Linked DNA regions of Mus musculus: region 1 is linked to region 2. A link is a contact called in public HiChIP or PLAC-seq data. All regions are on one chromosome and are shown on one strand. Each heading gives the region's core, a stretch centred on a gene start, on an enhancer-like site or on the middle of the called end of the contact. The rest is flanking DNA. Distances are from core to core; before and after follow the strand shown. Region 1 has its middle 36 kb from the start of Gm39040. Region 2 overlaps Acan (aggrecan).

Evidence for each region. HiChIP or PLAC-seq counts read pairs in DNA pulled down with a chosen protein or histone mark.
Region 1: an HNF4G HiChIP or PLAC-seq map of pancreatic cancer cells shows a contact between it and region 2. The contact joins two enhancer-like sites. A contact is called at or near these places in 1 of 484 Hi-C or Micro-C datasets (embryonic stem cells) and 2 of 115 datasets of contacts at active chromatin or transcription factors (embryonic stem cells and pancreatic cancer cells).

Annotation. Positions count from the first base shown.
Region 1 is chr7:79,210,319-79,213,018 of GRCm38.p6, reverse strand. No RefSeq gene overlaps it. Among named protein-coding and RNA genes, the nearest start is that of Gm39040, 36 kb to the left of the region's middle. Within about 2 kb of position 1,403, at least 55 of the 459 cell types and tissues checked have an H3K27ac peak or open chromatin away from gene starts, as enhancers often do. A contact at or near this core is called in pancreatic cancer cells, where this site is marked.
Region 2 is chr7:79,079,049-79,081,748 of GRCm38.p6, reverse strand. All of the region lies in intron 1 of Acan (aggrecan), which reads right to left. Among named protein-coding and RNA genes, the nearest start is that of Gm26633, 27 kb to the right of the region's middle. Within about 2 kb of position 1,393, at least 14 of the 459 cell types and tissues checked have an H3K27ac peak or open chromatin away from gene starts, as enhancers often do. A contact at or near this core is called in pancreatic cancer cells, where this site is marked.

The DNA of each region.
Region 1 (2,700 bases), core at 154-2,653, 130 kb before region 2:
AAACATAAATATACATCAAACAAATAAATAGATCTTAAGAAACCTTACTAACCTGCCCAAACTCCTTTGTTTTTGTTTTTGTTTTTGTTATCCCAGGCTGGTCTGGAACTTGATATGAGCTGAGGCTGACTTTGAACTGCTGATCTTCTTGCCTCTTGAATGCTGTGATTTTATTTACTTACTTGCCCTGCTCTTTGCATGGTATTGAGAAATGAATCTTTGGTCTTGTGCATAGTAGGCAGACACTCTGCCCTTTAAGGTTTATCCTTAGCTAAGAACTCTTTTAATCCTAAGAAAGACACCTACAGAGGTAGAGCTATTAGGAAAATGCTGGAGGGGGTAGGGTATCACCCAGGGGTAAAGGGAATCCTAAAGATGCAAAGAACATCTAATCCCCAGCTCCAAAGAAAATCAGGGAAGGTAAGGGCAAGAAGGGAGAGGCAGGAACAGGAAGGAAAGGAAAGTAGAAGAGGACACACCGAGGCACAGAAAGCACCAGCCACTTGTCTTGGATCTAACAACTAGAGAACTTCAAGGTCCGTGAGCCCAGCAACTCACCTGTGACTCCTAGCTCATGGCTGCTCCAATGACATCATGCGTGTCCTTGCTGGGTGTTGGCTAGAGTATTAGGGCTGCCTTTGCTCATTTGCTTCTCAGGTATCAGTTTCCTAAAGAGCATGAGCCACTTGTCCAGCATCCCTGTGCTCATGGCAATGTAATTGGCAGTCAATGTCCAGTTGACTCTCAAAATGCTCCTCTCCACATCCTTCTTTTGATTTTGTTTGTTCTAGATAGCTCTGGCTGGCCTGGAACTTCCTATGTAGACCCGGCTGGGCTTGAACTCGCAGAGGTCCACCTGCCTCTGCCTCTTGAATGCTGGTACTAACAGCACATCCCACCATGCCCAGTGACTCCTGTATTTTTAAATATTGATCTTTGTTGAGGCTGAAGTTTATTTTACTAAGCATTTTTATGTCCAACTTAGGAAACTACCTTAAAACCGAAACCCAAACAGAAACGATGCCCATCTCTTGTGTTGTCCCAGCTTTTCAGGTTACCAGAGAGATGTGTGTGGGAAAGGGAAGAACGAGGAAGTTCAGGCGTGGGTCAGCAGAATCTCCCAGATGTTTTCAAGCATACAATGTATTAGTCTTCTCTGGAGCATTTTTGTGAGAGGGGACATCTGACTGGCTTTTTCAGGAACACAGATCCTGCTCTCAGAGAGGACATTCACTGCTTTGTGTACTATCAGACATTGCTGTCTTCATTGTGATTCATGTCCTGGGGGGTGGGGTGGGGTGTGGCAAGACTTCTGGAGAGTTTGGAAAGTGGGGTAGGGTCTGAGGCAAAGAATGTGCTGATGTGGACGTGCCTACACAGCCCCAGGCACGGTGCAGACAGGCACCCGACAAAGCCCTCTGAGCTCCCTGGGGAGATGCAGACTTCTGATAGGGCAAAAGGCACCGGGTGTGTAAAGCATAGGCAGATGAGGAGCATGCCAAGTCAGGCTGCGACTTGAAATTCCCCAGGCTTAAGCAACTGTCCCTCCTAATTTGTCACATACCTCTCCTTTTACCAAGCACCCCCCCAGCCCCCAACATTTGTGTTGGAACCTTGGACTTACCCACACCCACCACTCCACAATGCTGTTTACATAATGTGACAAGGTCACACAAACGGGTCACAGAACTAGGGCTTAGTGCCAACACCTTGAAGATAGGGGAGAGGGGCGGCGGGGGGGGGACGGGACGGACGACGACACTCTACTGTTTTGAGATGAAGTCTCATTTTGTAGTCCAAACCAGTCTTGCATTTTCAGTCCTCCTGCCTCAGCCTCTTAAGGTGGGATTATGTGATGGTAAATTAATCCCCTCCAGTGAGAATTTACTCCAATTACACAGGGAATAATAAGGAAAAAAAAAAAACCCTCTTTAATAGCAGTGCAAGTCTGGCTCTGGCTAATACCCAAAGAGAAACTGGACCCTGAACCTGGATCCCTTATGGCTTATACAAATGAGTTGCCTTTGGGCTCACAGCCTCATACTTTGGGCAATTAAACACTTTTACAGTTTGGGCAATTAAACACATTTTACAGAGTCAGGAAATTGCAAGTTTGGACACTTTAGACATATGGGAGATTTAAGTAAGGCATTGTCAAAGTTATCTGAAACAAGCTGAGTTTTTTTTAGGGGCAGCCATGAACCAATGTCATTCTGCCTGCCTGGCAGAATTACACTCTTCTGAATAAAAGGCACAGGATTTAAAGGACCAATAGAAGCCAACACCATCTATGAAACTTTCCTGTGGAGGCAAAAATCCTTTGGCTAAGTTTTACTTACATGTAACTTAATATAAGCAAGTTTATTGGTAAACCCTTCATACATCAGTCTGACTTCCACTTCCTTGTTCAACCACAAGTCTGTGCCACCACACTCCATAAATCTTTACTTTGGAGGGAGAGAGTCTGGACTTGAAAATGTAGGGGTGTCTGAGTCATGTGATTACATTGCATGTTGGGCAGAGGGAAAACCAGTAGAGAGGTGAAGACAGCCAGGTTTGAGATGGTCCCTGGATTGCAGCCTTCTTCAAGATCTGGGTTAAGAAACGGTGGGCAGCACTCCGGAACCTGAGGCAATGGATAGACATCCCACCCTCATTCCTGGCTCCCCCCATCCCAAGATGGCTGGGGCTCAGGGTCTG
Region 2 (2,700 bases), core at 144-2,643:
AACTGATTTTCTCCTCCCTTTTGGACTTGACCTGAAGCATCAGCTTTTTCTGGGGTTTGAACATGTGGAGTTTCAAACTGAAGATGTGTAGCCAGGTGCTCTGGCCTCTTTTTGAGTCTCTGCAACTCTGGGGACCCACAGCCTCCACTTGTATTGACTTTATTCTCTCCCTCTCCCCCCCCTCCCCCGCACACACACACAGAGTCATGCAAGGGCATATCTTCTGCTGAAATGAAATGATTGGTCAGTAGTGGAGCACACATGTGCAAACCAATCGACTGCATGCCAATCATATGAAAGTATGGGGAACATAATTATGTATATAGTACATGAGGCTTGGTAATGACAGATCTGTTGCAACCACCACTTAAAGCTCTCCCTTGAACAGTAGGGATCCCCAACTCCAGCCAGCAAGCATAACTGAATTTATCAAGCCATCATCTGGAGCAGTGGCCTTCAGCCAGCTGTATGTGGAAACAATCTGGACCTCATGGTACCACTGCCCTGGAGGGTACACAACCATGCCACTCACACACCTTCTGAGACCTGCACTGTGTGACACCATGCCCCACATGCAGCAGCAGCAGCAGCAGCAGCAGCAACAGCATTTACTTTTGGTCTAAGAATAATAAAGGAAGCCTTGGGGATGGGGCAGTGGTAGAGGACAGATGGGATCTGCAGCCACAGAGAGCATCCTTCATGGAGACAGCACCCTTCCCCCTGGCCTCCAGATCCCAGCCTCAGCTCTGTTGGAGTCCAACCGTCCAGCAGGTGTCGCTCTCTGTTTAGTCACCATAGGCTGGGCCAGCGCAGGGATCAGGGCGCAGCACCCGTAGGAGCATCAAGATTGTGGGGAGGGGAGACACTGACATTTCCATCCAGGGGTTCCTGGGGAGGAACAGTCTGGGCCCAGGACAAGGGGACCCTTTCCTGTCTCTGGAGCTTGGCATTTTTGACCATCAGTCCTCGACCCAGGCCTGAGAAATGAAAGGCCTGTCTGTGCGGCTGAGGGCATAGAGGCACATGACCCCTTGTGCTGTAGGAAGTCTGGAAAGTTCCACAGTTCTGAGAAATGGCCCCTTGCTTCTCCTTAGGGATTTTATGACTTAGATACTAACTTAAAAAAATAAATTTCTGGGGCCCCAGGTCTGGCACTTTGAGGAGACACAGAGTTGGAGAGGGGTTCTTGTTCAAGATCAGTGAACCAGTCAGGGCTAGGAAATGGTTTCCTGGAGGGTCAAGGAAGATCAGCCTGAGGTGTGTTTGCAGAGGGACCTTTACCCAAGACCCAGACACAAAGCTAGCCTGTTCCTCCCTCAGAACACCCTTCACTTGGAAGTCTTGTGTATGTTTCGGAGTTGTGTTTCTTCCCTCGCTCTCTGAACAAGCTGGACATTGTCTGGGATGCAATGGTGCTCTGTGGGGTTTGGGCTGGCTCTGTTTTTCTCCCTGGCTTAGACCAGGAAATGTGAAGGAATGAAAGGGAGGGGGCTGGTGCGGAGTAGGCAGCAAGACTAATTTTATTTCTTCTTCTTAAAAACTTTGGGATAGAATTATCGCAATAAATATGCTCTTGTGTTTGTGTGTGTTTTCTCAGTTGTAAAGAAAAATAGGGAGCAATTCCATTCTGTCTGGGTTCCAAGCCTCTCAGAGACTCAGTGAGGCTTTTATGTGAGGATACTGACTTTGCCAGCCCACGCTCACTCGTGGACAGAGAGACCTTTCTCAATGGGAAGGAAAGCGAGGCCGTGGGAAGGGATGGTACATGAAGGGTGTTGAGGATGGGGAGATGAGAGGAAGGCCTGAGATGGACAGCAGTGGGAGCTCAGAAGCACGGGGATGGCCCAGCAGAAAGCCTCAAGGATCCTTGTGTGCCAGGGATTGATCAATTGTTAGAAGCTTGACCAGGAAAAGCTGCAGGTTCCTGCTTTTCATATCTCTGTCTCTGTCTCTGTCTCTGTCTCTCTCTCTGTCTCTGTGTGTGTGTGTCTGTGTGTTTCTGTCTCTCTCTGTGATGTGTGACTGCATGCACGCATGTGCATGTGTGTCAGTCTGTCTTTGTGTGTATGTCTCTGTATGTATGTGCCTGTGTGTTTGTGTGCATACGTGTGAATATGGTCCATAGTTGGAGGCAGGGACTTCATCAGATCACATCATTGAAAGTGTAGCTCATTCTCTCATTCTGAATTCCTTTTTTAGCAGCTCTGTCAAGACTCAGACCCAGGTCCTGGCCCTGCCGGGTCACTTACTGCCTATTAACACAAGACCTGTTCTTGCTGTTTCACAGATGGAGTGAGATGTCTTGCCAGTCAGTTCTTCTCATCTGGGCTGGGCACTGTGCCTTTGGCACTGTACACACACAGGCTGTAGCATCAGCAGGGACCCACCAGTGCCACTCTCTCCCACCAGCCTGTGTGAAACACTTAGAACCCGTGAATTGGGGACGATGGAAATAGATGTGGGAGGGGAGGCTTCCTACCTGACAGGAGGATCAGGCCAGGTGACTTTTCATAAAGAAAAAACTGTTTTCATTCAAAAGCAACACCACTGCCCTTCCAAAAGCTAGAGAAACAGGAAACAGGGAAAAGGAAAAAGGAAGAGGAGGAGGAGGAAGAGGAGGAGGAGGAAGAGGAGGAGGAGGGGGAGGAAGAGGAGAAGGAGGAGGAGGGAAAGGGAGAGGAGGAGGGGGAGGAAGAGGAG